3 separate regions of the Mus musculus genome follow, and regions 2 and 3 are each linked to region 1. A link is a contact called in public HiChIP or PLAC-seq and promoter capture Hi-C data. All regions are on one chromosome and are shown on one strand. Each heading gives the region's core, a stretch centred on a gene start, on an enhancer-like site or on the middle of the called end of the contact. The rest is flanking DNA. Distances are from core to core; before and after follow the strand shown.

Evidence for each region. Promoter capture Hi-C pulls out the DNA fragments that hold promoters and counts their contacts. HiChIP or PLAC-seq counts read pairs in DNA pulled down with a chosen protein or histone mark.
Region 2: an H3K27ac HiChIP or PLAC-seq map of double positive thymocytes shows a contact between it and region 1, with 3 times the contacts expected there. The contact joins the enhancer-like site here to the promoter of Prr36 in region 1. A contact is called at or near these places in 1 of 39 promoter capture datasets (cranial neural crest), 1 of 484 Hi-C or Micro-C datasets (LSK cells), 5 of 115 datasets of contacts at active chromatin or transcription factors (astrocytes, double positive thymocytes, memory CD8 T cells and 2 more) and 1 of 9 other capture datasets (liver).
Region 3: a promoter capture Hi-C map of embryonic stem cells shows a contact between it and region 1, with 8 read pairs. The contact joins the enhancer-like site here to the promoter of Prr36 in region 1. A contact is called at or near these places in 3 of 39 promoter capture datasets (the C10 cell line, cranial neural crest and embryonic stem cells), 1 of 484 Hi-C or Micro-C datasets (mammary gland), 1 of 115 datasets of contacts at active chromatin or transcription factors (embryonic stem cells) and 4 of 9 other capture datasets (adipose tissue, embryonic stem cells, liver and 1 more).

What each region holds. Positions count from the first base shown.
Region 1 is chr8:4,215,704-4,219,071 of GRCm38.p6, reverse strand. It overlaps Prr36 (proline rich 36), which reads left to right and starts at 1,760. Exons shown (of 7, transcript NM_207203.2): 1 at 1,760-1,983; 2 at 2,093-2,204; 3 at 2,517-2,890; 4 at 3,001-3,103. The coding sequence starts at 2,524.
Region 2 is chr8:4,676,999-4,680,366 of GRCm38.p6, reverse strand. Gm6410 (a long non-coding RNA gene) reads right to left here. Exons shown (of 2, transcript XR_378684.4): 1 at 1,801-3,368. Among named protein-coding and RNA genes, the nearest start is that of Gm6410, 3.8 kb to the right of the region's middle. Within about 2 kb of position 1,701, at least 411 of the 459 cell types and tissues checked have an H3K27ac peak or open chromatin away from gene starts, as enhancers often do. A contact at or near this core is called in LSK cells, astrocytes, double positive thymocytes and 4 more, where this site is marked.
Region 3 is chr8:4,510,837-4,514,204 of GRCm38.p6, reverse strand. All of the region lies in intron 1 of Cers4 (ceramide synthase 4), which reads right to left. Among named protein-coding and RNA genes, the nearest start is that of Cers4, 19 kb to the right of the region's middle. Within about 2 kb of position 1,779, at least 83 of the 459 cell types and tissues checked have an H3K27ac peak or open chromatin away from gene starts, as enhancers often do. A contact at or near this core is called in embryonic stem cells, where this site is marked.

The sequences.
Region 1 (3,368 bases), core at 511-3,010:
TTGTTTTGTTTTGTTTTGTTTTGTTTTGTTTTGTTTTTTAAGACAGGACCTTACTATATAGTTCTGACTGTCCTGGAATTCACTGTGTAGATCAGGCTGGACTCAAACTCACAGAGATCTGCCTACCTCTGCCTCCTGAATGCTAAGATTAAAGGTGTGTAGCCACTACTCCGGCTGTTGTTCTTTGTTTTGTTTTGGTTTTTTGTTTGTTTTGCTTTTTGTTTTGTTTTGTTTTGTTTTTGAGACAGGCCCAGGCTGGTCTCCAATTATCTCTCAGCCAAAGATGATGTTGAAATTGATTTTCAATTGGTCTCCACCCACCAAGTGCTGGAATGATAGCTGCACACCACCATTCCAGGTTTATGTGTTGCTGAGGATAGAGACCAGGACTTTTTGTATGCCACAGAAATACTCTGCCAACTGAGCTACATGGCCAGCCCTGAAAATGCTCTTAATTCTAGGTCCAGCAGACCTCATTCCAGCTGCTTGCTAGCCCTCCTTCTGAAACTTTTGAAGATGTTCCTGGACTCATTTCTTTTATCTAGTTAGCACTGTGATGAGTCAATAAACCTTAAGTAGCCCAGGCGGACCCGGAACTCAGGAGCCTTCTGCCTGTATCTCTAGAGTATTGGCTGTACAGCCCAAAATGCCAACTCAATGAGCCCATATACTTCAGAGATCCCTTACAGACCAGGGTCTTGGTTTAACATCCTCTATGGGTAAGATGCCTTATAAGGCACACCTGCCCCACTGGATCCATGAGCTGGCAAACTAAACTAAAGTGACAGCTTTTAGTTGTTCAACTGGGTTGAGATACTCAGAGTGCTCTCAGTTTCTTCATACACATTTTAGAGAGTTCTCTTTCCCTCTGTAATCGTGTTTTTTGATACTCCACAAATTCAGCTCTGCCAGGAAGTTTCTGAGGACTTGACTGCCTGTGGGCCAGCAAAGTTGAGATGCTCTGCCCCACAGAAGGCAGAGCCACCATCGTGTTTCCTATTTCTCTCCCTTTCTTTCATCCCGCTATTCTTCCTCTCTCCTCTCAACTCTGGGATCTGCTGTGCATCCTCTAAGTCCAAGAGTTTGGGGCCTGGTGAGATAGCTCAGTGGGTAAAGACACTTACGGCCAAGTCTGATCACCTGGATTCTATCTCCAGGACCCACTGGTTGTAGGAGTGAACTGAGCCCTACAAGTTGTTCTTTGACTTTTACCAGTATGCAGTGACATGTGCACAAGGACACACACACACACACACACACACACACACACACACACACACACCAAATAAAATGTAATACAAAGTAACTCCCAGGGTTCTCATTCTCCCACCAACCGTATCAGGTAAGGGCTGTGAGAAAAGTCAAAGTTACAAAATAGGTGACCTGGCACAGGTGTCGCAGGACTATCTAGCCTCCATAGTCATCAAGTGCAGGAAAAGAGGACCAGGGCACACAAAATGGCTGGATTGGTTGGTGGGCCAGAGGCACAATGATCCCGCCCTACTGGTTGCCAAGGCCCAGCCTATCCCTTGTCTAGGAGAGTGTCTGTCTCCAAGTGCTAGAGAAGGGGGGTGTCGGAGCAGGTGCAAGAGCTTGAGTAGAGGACTGTGAGGGTCTTCAAGGATTCCCCCACTGAGCCTCTCGAGTTCTGTGGTTGCTAGACACGACCATTGAAATCGGCCTCTTCTGGGGTATTACAGGGAGGCAGCACCCGCACCTCCCTCGGAGGCGCGCCTCTTTTCTTAGCCCTCTCGGCACGCTCTCGGCTCTGGACCGAGAGCGAGTGCGCGCATCCTCTACTCTCCCCACCCGAAGCTGGGGGGCGGGGCCGTGGCCAAGCTCCCTAGGCTCTGTCGCTTGAAGCCCCCTCCCCTTGCCTTTTCGCTGCTCCCCGCTACTGCTCTCCGGCCCAGCCCCACCCCAAGCGACCCTGTGTGGAGCGGCTGGTGCCCAGAGGCGGAGGTGAACGCGTGCTGTGAGCAGGTGGATCGGGCGGATCGTTGGCATAGGGGACCAGACTGGGGGAGGGGTCAGCTCTTTGTCTCCCAGAGCCCGTTCGCGGGCAACAAGGCCACTCTTTTTCTCTGTGCAGGTGCCTGTGGAACCTGAGGAAGGACGCTGGCGAAGCCCCATCGGCGTGCACACTGAGGCCCCTGAATCTGGAAGCCGGAGGCATTTCCCTGTTTGCCGGATTGGTCATTTAGGTTTTCAAGAGGCGAGGGGGTAGGGGAGTGGATGTTGTTCTTGTAATAGGGCAGAGGCGGGGTCGGGGGTCGGAGGGTGGGGACTGAACAGGGCGTCTTAGCCTTGGGGATGGAGGTAGCCGTAGGACTTGAAAGCGGCCAGGTTGGTGAGCGGGTGTGGGTGCTTAGAAGAAAAACAAATCGAGGCTCTTTAGGCTGAGGTTTAGGCACCCATGGGTGGCGATGCTAGAAGGAAGCACAGGGAGGCTTCAGGATGGTTTGTAGTGATTGGTTCAGGACCTGGGATACCAAGCCTCCTGTCTTCCTCATTAGGTGCGGTATGGACAAGAGGGATAGCGTCAAATCAGGAACTGCCCCGCGAATGCCGTCTTCACGACCCCCTGGCCTTCTGACCCCTAGGCCTCCTTCTGGGTCCGCTCGACCTCCTCCCCCTGTGACCACTGCTGCCCTTCGAGTCTTGGAAGCAAACGGAGCTATGGGGCGAAGGTCCCTGGTGGAGCGAGCCCCAGGCGTCTGCAAAGCCGCTCTTCCACAGACCAGCAAAGCCGCTCTTCCACAGACCAGCAAAGCCGCTCTTCCACAGACCAGCAAAGCAGCTCTTCCACAGACCAGCAAAGCAGCTCTTCCACAGACCACTATTCACGGGGCACCAGCGCGCAGTGCTGGGGCAGGTCCTCGTAGCCCAGGTACTCAGCTTTATTTGTGACCTCCATCTGCACTCTGCTTACCTTCTCTCTTCCTTCTTAGATACTCCTCTTTTTCAGAAGTACCACTGATTTTTGTCTTCTCCCTGAAGCCAACAGGCCCCCAGCTTCTGGGAAAGGAGAGAGGGCCCCTATGAAGACCCCTGGCCAGGGCTCTATTTCTAGCCCCGGGCGTGCCAGCAGTGGGATTGCCAGGTAATAAGTTAATTCCCCCAACTCCCTAATTCCCCAAGCAAGGGTTAGCAATTTGGAACCTTTTGATCTTAGACATGAATGGGCTGGAAAGGTAGCTTGGTGTGCTAAAGTGCTTGCTGCACAAATATGAGGTCCTGAGTTTGAAACTTCAGCACCTATGTAAAAGCTGATCTTGATGTATCACTGTAACCTCAGCTCTGGGTGGGAAGAAAAGAGGTGTGTTTCTGGTGCTCAGCAGAGGAAGTGTCAAACATCAGTTTCTGTG
Region 2 (3,368 bases), core at 452-2,951, 460 kb before region 1:
TTCTTTTTCTTTTCCTTTTGGCCTTTTTATATATATGTAAATGTATGTATAAATGTATATGTAAATGATATGTAATTGTATATGCAACTGATATGTGTATGTAAATGCACATATGAATAAATTTGCAAATATTCAAATGAGATTTAGATGTGTGGGCGGTGCCTAATTCTGGTGGGCATGGCATTAGAAGGAATGGGCATGGCTGGGTGCAGAGGGTGTGGCCTGAGTGTGGTGAAACTGGCCTAAAGAATTATGGGTGGGCGTGGTCTGGATAGGATTGGTGTGGCATTAGGAAGTATGGGTGTGTCCTGACCAATTGAGGGCATTGTTGTTGAATAGTGGGAGTAGACTGAAGATCTGTGGGTGTTTTCTGTAGTGGAAGTGTCCTAAAGGAGTATGGGCATGGTCTGAGAGTAGTGGGTGTGCCCTGAAGGAGGATGGGCGTGGTCTCAGAGTAGTGTGCTTGGCCTAAAGGAGGGTGGGCATGTTCTGAAGCTGCATGGGCATGGCCTAAATGAGGGTGGGCGTGGCATTTGAAAGCATGGGCATGAATATCATTTGCATATTTGCTTATTCACATATGCATTTACATGTACACTTGCGTGCACATTGCATATACAATTACATATCATTTGTATGTGCATTTATAAATACATTTACATATATGAAAAGACCAAAAGACAACTGGGATAATTCCCACAGTGACTCGCAACTGAGGATAGCCACGTGGGTAGGGTGTCCTCCTCAAACCTAACATGAAGAAACAAAAAAAAGATTCAGAAGTCAGCCAGTCCTTCTCAGTGACTATGTAAATGTCTATGTAAATTTGTGGATGTGTCCTCGCTGTCTATGTAAATGTCTATGTGTATTTGTGGTTGTGTTCTGAGTAACTATGTAAATGTCTACATAAATATCTCTGTAAATTTGTGGGCATGTTCTCAGTGTCTATGTAAATGTCTATGTGGGCGGGCCTACCAATGTGTGGGCAGGCCTAAAGATGTGTGGGAGTGGCCTAAAGATGTCTGGGCGGGCCCAAAGATGTTATGGAGTGGCCTAAAAGTGTCTGGGCGGGCCTAATTTGAGGTGTGTTCTGTCTCTGTAAATTTGGGGGCGTGTTCTAACTGTCTATGTAAATGTATATGTAAATTTGGGGGCGTGTTCTGACTATGTAAGTGTCCTAAAGATGTGTGAGAGGAGCCTGAGTGTAGTGGGAGGATCCTAAGGATGTGTGGGAGGGGCCTGAATGTAGTGGGAAGGTCCTAAAGATGTGTGGGAGTGTCCTAAAATGTGTGGGAGGGGCCTGAGTATAGTGGGCGGGTCCTAAAGATGTGTGGGAGTGTCATAAAGACGTGTGGGAGGGGCCTGAGTGTAGTGAGAGGGTCCTAAAGATGTGTAGGAGTGGCCTAAAAAAGTGTGGTAGGGGCCTGAGTGTAGTGGGAGGGCCTAAAGATGTGTGGGAGGGGGCTGAGTGTACTGGGAGGGCCTAACGTTGTGTGGGAGGGGCCTGAGTATAGTGGAAGTGTCCAAAAGATGTGAGTGTCCTAAAGATGTGTGTGAGTTGCCTAAGGATGTGTGGAAGAGGCATAAAGCCCTGTGGGCATAGCCTGAGTGTTGTGGGCGGGGCCTAAAGTCCTGTAGTAGTGGCCTGAGAGTATTGGGCAGGGCATGAAGCTGTGTAGGCTTGGCCTGAGTGTAATGGGTGTGGCTTGAGTGTAGTGGGAACAGCATTAAAGCCGTGTGGGCGTGATCTAGGTGTAGTGGGTGTGACATAAAGACGTGTCGGCAGCGGCTGTGACCTACCACGTCACGGCGGCTGTGGGAACGGAGGCGTCTGACTGACATTGGGGTCACCGAGCGACCGGGGCGCATGGGTCGCGGCAGTTACCGTTGGGACGGGGAAACCCCGGCCTCGGCGTCAAAGTCTACGTCAGTGGGCGTGGCAGTGCGCGCACACCTCGATGATGCCGGCTCTGACGTCACAGGAGTCAGAACGCGGAAGCGGGCTCAGGAACCGAATTCACTGTCTGTCTTCAGCTGAGGCGGAATTTACAGCAGGTGTAAGAGTGAGGCAGGGGGATTCCTGTGAGTAAGGAAGGAACTGAGGCAGGGGGATGACCGTGACTGCACGGACCTGAGACAACAGGAGAGAGACTTCCGGTACGCAGCAGGAAGCCCCGCCCGCTTGGCCTTGACTGAGGCAGGGGCTTGCGCTTTATTTTTCTTTTCTCAATATATAAACAAACGCAGTGATGTAGCCGCCCCCTCCGCCTGTCAATCACCGTCTCCGCCCACTGAGCTGTGCTCGCCAATCAGAGAAAAACCTCGCGGGGCTCAGAGGACCCAAACCCGGGACTGGGACAGAATTACGACTCCTAGCATGCCTAGGGGCTACCGCCACCTCACTTCCTGTGGCAAACAGGAGATCCCGCGCGAGGAGGGAAGTAACTACAACTCCCAGCATGCACTAGAATTATTGAACCATAACTTTCTGCGCCAGACAGGATGTGCCTCCGGCCCGGACAGGAAGTCCGATCGGTCTGCTGCGGCCGCAGGGGTTGATGGGAGATGCAGTCCAGTCAGGAAGCTTCGCCTCATGCGTGCCCCGTCCTGCTCGCTGTTTCCGGTCGTACCGAATGGCACCGTGACTGACGGCACGGAGAGGCTTCCAGTGGGCGGCGGGAGCCCCTCTGCGGCGGCGGCTGAGGAGCGAAGCGGGAGCGGGAAACGGAATCACTGTCTGCAGCTGAGGCACGGGGCGGGGGATGACAGCGGGTGTGAGAGTGAGGCAGGGGGATTCCCGTGAATAAAGGAGCTGAGGCAAGGCCATGACAGCAACTGCACTGACATGAGATGGTAGGAAGCCCCGCCCGCTGGCCAGTGACTGACGGCACGGGTTTCCAATCCCCGGTCATTGAACGGCAGGGGGGGCGTGTCGAGGCGGAGAAACCGCGGAACGGAGGAATATTCGAGGACGGGGAATCTGCGCATGCACTGCTGCGCCGGCGGGCTAGAGGACCGGAAGTCCAGGCTGCGGTTCCGCTACCACGCGAATTCTCATGCCACCCATACATTCAACATTTGGTCTCTGTCCCTAAATCACATAACATACAGCAGACACATCTGCTGTTCAATGTTAAGCTACTTTGCAAGCATGGTGGGTTTATATTTTTAATTTTATTATTTTGGATTTTGTTGTTCGAGATAAAAATTTCTCTGTGAAACCCTTTCTGACCTGTTAGTAGGTACAGACACATCAGCCACCTATCATGTTTTTGTACGATAAGCATATGCTTTTGTGCTAAGGAAGCTTCTTAAGAATACCATCTTGTTTAAGATTTACATGAGGAAAAAGGAATTAGATGGGAGAC
Region 3 (3,368 bases), core at 530-3,029, 300 kb before region 1:
AACATAAAATTCAAAATTAGGCCAAATAAATGTATGCTGCTGAGGTTGGTTGGCTTCCTGTGGCTACTCTTGCAAACTGGTTGTCTGGCAGTTCTATATATAGGTCAATAGTTCTAAATGGATCTCACTGGGCTCAAATCACGTTGCTAAGCTGGTCTCCTCTAGAGGCTCCTGGGAGAATATGAATATTGCCTTTTCCAGCAACAAAACTCAAAATTCTACATCTGGGCTATGCCCCCAGCTCCTGACTCAGGGATTCTAAGCAGTCACTCTTGAGGAAGTAAGATGAAGGGCTTCAGGGTTCCTCAGTTTCCATTTTCTCCTTTGAAACTCAGCTCCATATCCTCACATCTCATATATCCAGTCTGAAATATGAGTACAACAGATATGTACTTTACTGGGGAATGGAGTGGAGGTGAGAACAGGAGGTTCCATCCTGGCTGGTTTAATTCCTGGCTCAGTCATTTACCAGTTATGTAACCTTGGGAGCAGATGCCTTGCTCTCTCTGTGACTCAGTTTTCCCATCTGTAACTGGGATCCACAATAGTTCATTCCTAATAAGTGGCTGGAAATGACGCCTACAGCCGTGTGAGAACAGTGCCAGTAATGATTTGGGGGAGGGAAGTGGTCCGAGAAAGACTGAGGGGTCACTGGTATGTGGCAGCTTCTGGATGATGCTTTGTGTGGTGAGTGGTTTATGCGTACATGGGCAAGTCCACGAGCTCTGCATGTACATGTGGAGCCCAGAGGTAGACCCTAGGTATCTTCCTAAATTGTTTCCCACTTTATTTTTTTGAGCCAGGTTCTCTCACTGTACCTATAGTTTACAAGCTGGCTGGAATGCCCAGTGAGTACCCAGGATCCCCCTGTCTCTAATCCCCAGCACTGGAATCAGAAGCATTTCTGTGAGTGTCTTCTTGCTTGCAGAGCAAAGGTGCCACGAGGCAGTGGGTGCTTTTCTTCTTCATGCTCCACTCCTCAGGTCCCCACACTCCCAGTTCTGAGAGTGGAACCCAGAACCAGGCTAGGCAAATGCTCTCCAATAACACATACACCCAGCCCCACACTGGTAGATTCTAGACAGACAATCTACTTTTGAGCCACAACCCCAGTCCTATGATGGCACTCTACCACGAAGACATGACCCTTGCCCCTCACTGGGGGATTCTAGAAAGGGTCTTTTCCACTGAGTCACACTCCCAGATCCACAATGGTAGATTCTAAGCCTGTGCTCTACTGCTGAACCATCCCCCCTCCCAGCCTCTTATTAAGAGGAGCCTAGGGAGGTCCAGCCCTCCTGGTGGGTTCTAGGTAAGGATGCGCCATACAATTCCAGCTCCTTACTGGAAGATGCTAGAAATATATTGCGTCTGCAGTGCCGGGATAGGTCCCATGGCCCGTCAGATGCTAGCCAAGCACTCACCAGTGAGCCACCCCCACCACATCCCCCAGCACCTGGTTTTCAAAGTCAGGGTCTCCCAGAATATCCTGGCATTCAAAATCCTCCTGCCTCTGCCTCCCCAGTTCTGGGATGGAAAATGTGCATCACCACCAGTTTTCTAGGTGATTCCTAGGCAGTTCTCAGCCTGGAAACCCTCCTGACCTCTATTGTCCTTCCCTTAAATTCTATGCCTTGTGCTCAAGTTGGGTTAGGCCAGAGCAGCCTACAGGGCAATGAATGTGAGCGAGGTCAAGCAAAGAGTCAGTGTAGGTTGCTGCGCCAACATGTCCGGTCTCGACCTTTATTATCCTCAAGGCCCTCCTACCCCTGTGTTTCTCCCTTCTCCCTCAGCTTGCCAGCTCTTTGAAGCCCGGCTGGCTCCTCTCCCAGCCAGGCCCCTCCACCTGGAACTCAGCTGATAATCCCTCTTACTGACTAAAAATATCCCTCGAGGAGAGAGACCAGGGCTTTGTGCTAAGGGGCCCAGCATAGGGACCAGCTAAGCTGAAGGGAAGAGAGAGGCAGGGAGGAAGGGAGAAAAGAAAGGCGAGGGGAGTGGAGAAAGAGCTAAATATCCTACCCTGCCCTGCCTACGGTGGGGGTTGGGGACTGCTGTGTGTTTAAGTTTGATCCTAGCTGTTCGGAAAGTCCTGTTGTAACCAGCCTAACAGGGATAAACTCACTCTAAACAAACACTTTGGGCCCCTCACTTTGGCTATCAGAGTATTGAAACAATGAGCCCCAAGAAACTGGAATTTCCCCCCACCCTCAACCCCAGCCCCAACCCCCAGGAATCTCCAGCTGGGAGAGAAGAAAGTCTAAAGCCTGGGCCAACAGAGGAGAACTTTCTCCAGGAATGAGGTTTACACTTTGCCAACAACTTGTCAGACCACCTCGCTGAAGACAGGAAACCCAGACAGCACTGGACGGGACCACACCTTGACTGAGATGGCTTAGACATCCATAATTCTGGCCTCTACTTAACTCTTCACCTCCCTTTAGGACCCCAAACACAGTTTTGGGAGAGTCTCTAAATTTCTTTGTCCCACTTCACAATGTAGCCACACTGAGTAAATCTGCTTTTCACTGTTAATTTGGCTGTTCTAATTGACATATGGGGAATAAGTTGCCAATTCTGGCTTGTTGGAGCACAGGCTGTCACCACAAATCCTATCACACCAGTACCCCTCATCAACCACCAGAACTTTGCAGGGAGCAGGAACTGCTTTGTTTTGTTTTCTGTCTTTCTGAAAACAAGATTATGGGAAAGTAAATCAATCAAGACCTCCCTGACACATTTCCTGGGGAGGCCCATTCCTGCCTGGGCTCACCTGATTCCTGCAGGTAGAGGCCTAGAACTAAACACATCAGGGGCTCTACAAGATGAGGGGAGTGTTTTCAGATTGCTAAAGCCAGTCCTGCACTGGACTCCTAGCTGTCCTTTCCAAGTGACCCTGGCTCCCCCCAGGGCAACCAGCAAGTGCTGATGACCAGACAGACTGAAGGTCCAGAATACATCTCACAAAGATCTCAAGGAAGGCCCTAAGTCTAAGACTCTGCCTTGCCCCACCCCCTCAGAGGTTGCCATGTTTCTGCCCTCCACACTTGAACCCTGATCACCCCCTCCCAATTCAATTCTCAATGAGGCAGCTTGTTGAGTACTTTACCCAGGACCTCGGTAAGTGGGAGCGCTTGTCCCCAACCTTCCTCTAGGTGGAGGAGAGAGCCAACTACTTACTGCAAGTTGTAGTTGCAGTGTCACATGTGTGTACACATGCACACATACGCTTGTAAAAATTGTTTTAAGTGTCAATGCTAGGAGCTGGGTGTGGCACACATCTGTAGTCATAGCCCTTGGAAAGCATAGGAGGAAAAATGCAAGTTCTAGGTCAGCAGCTTGGCCTATAAAGGACCAGGCTATGGCTC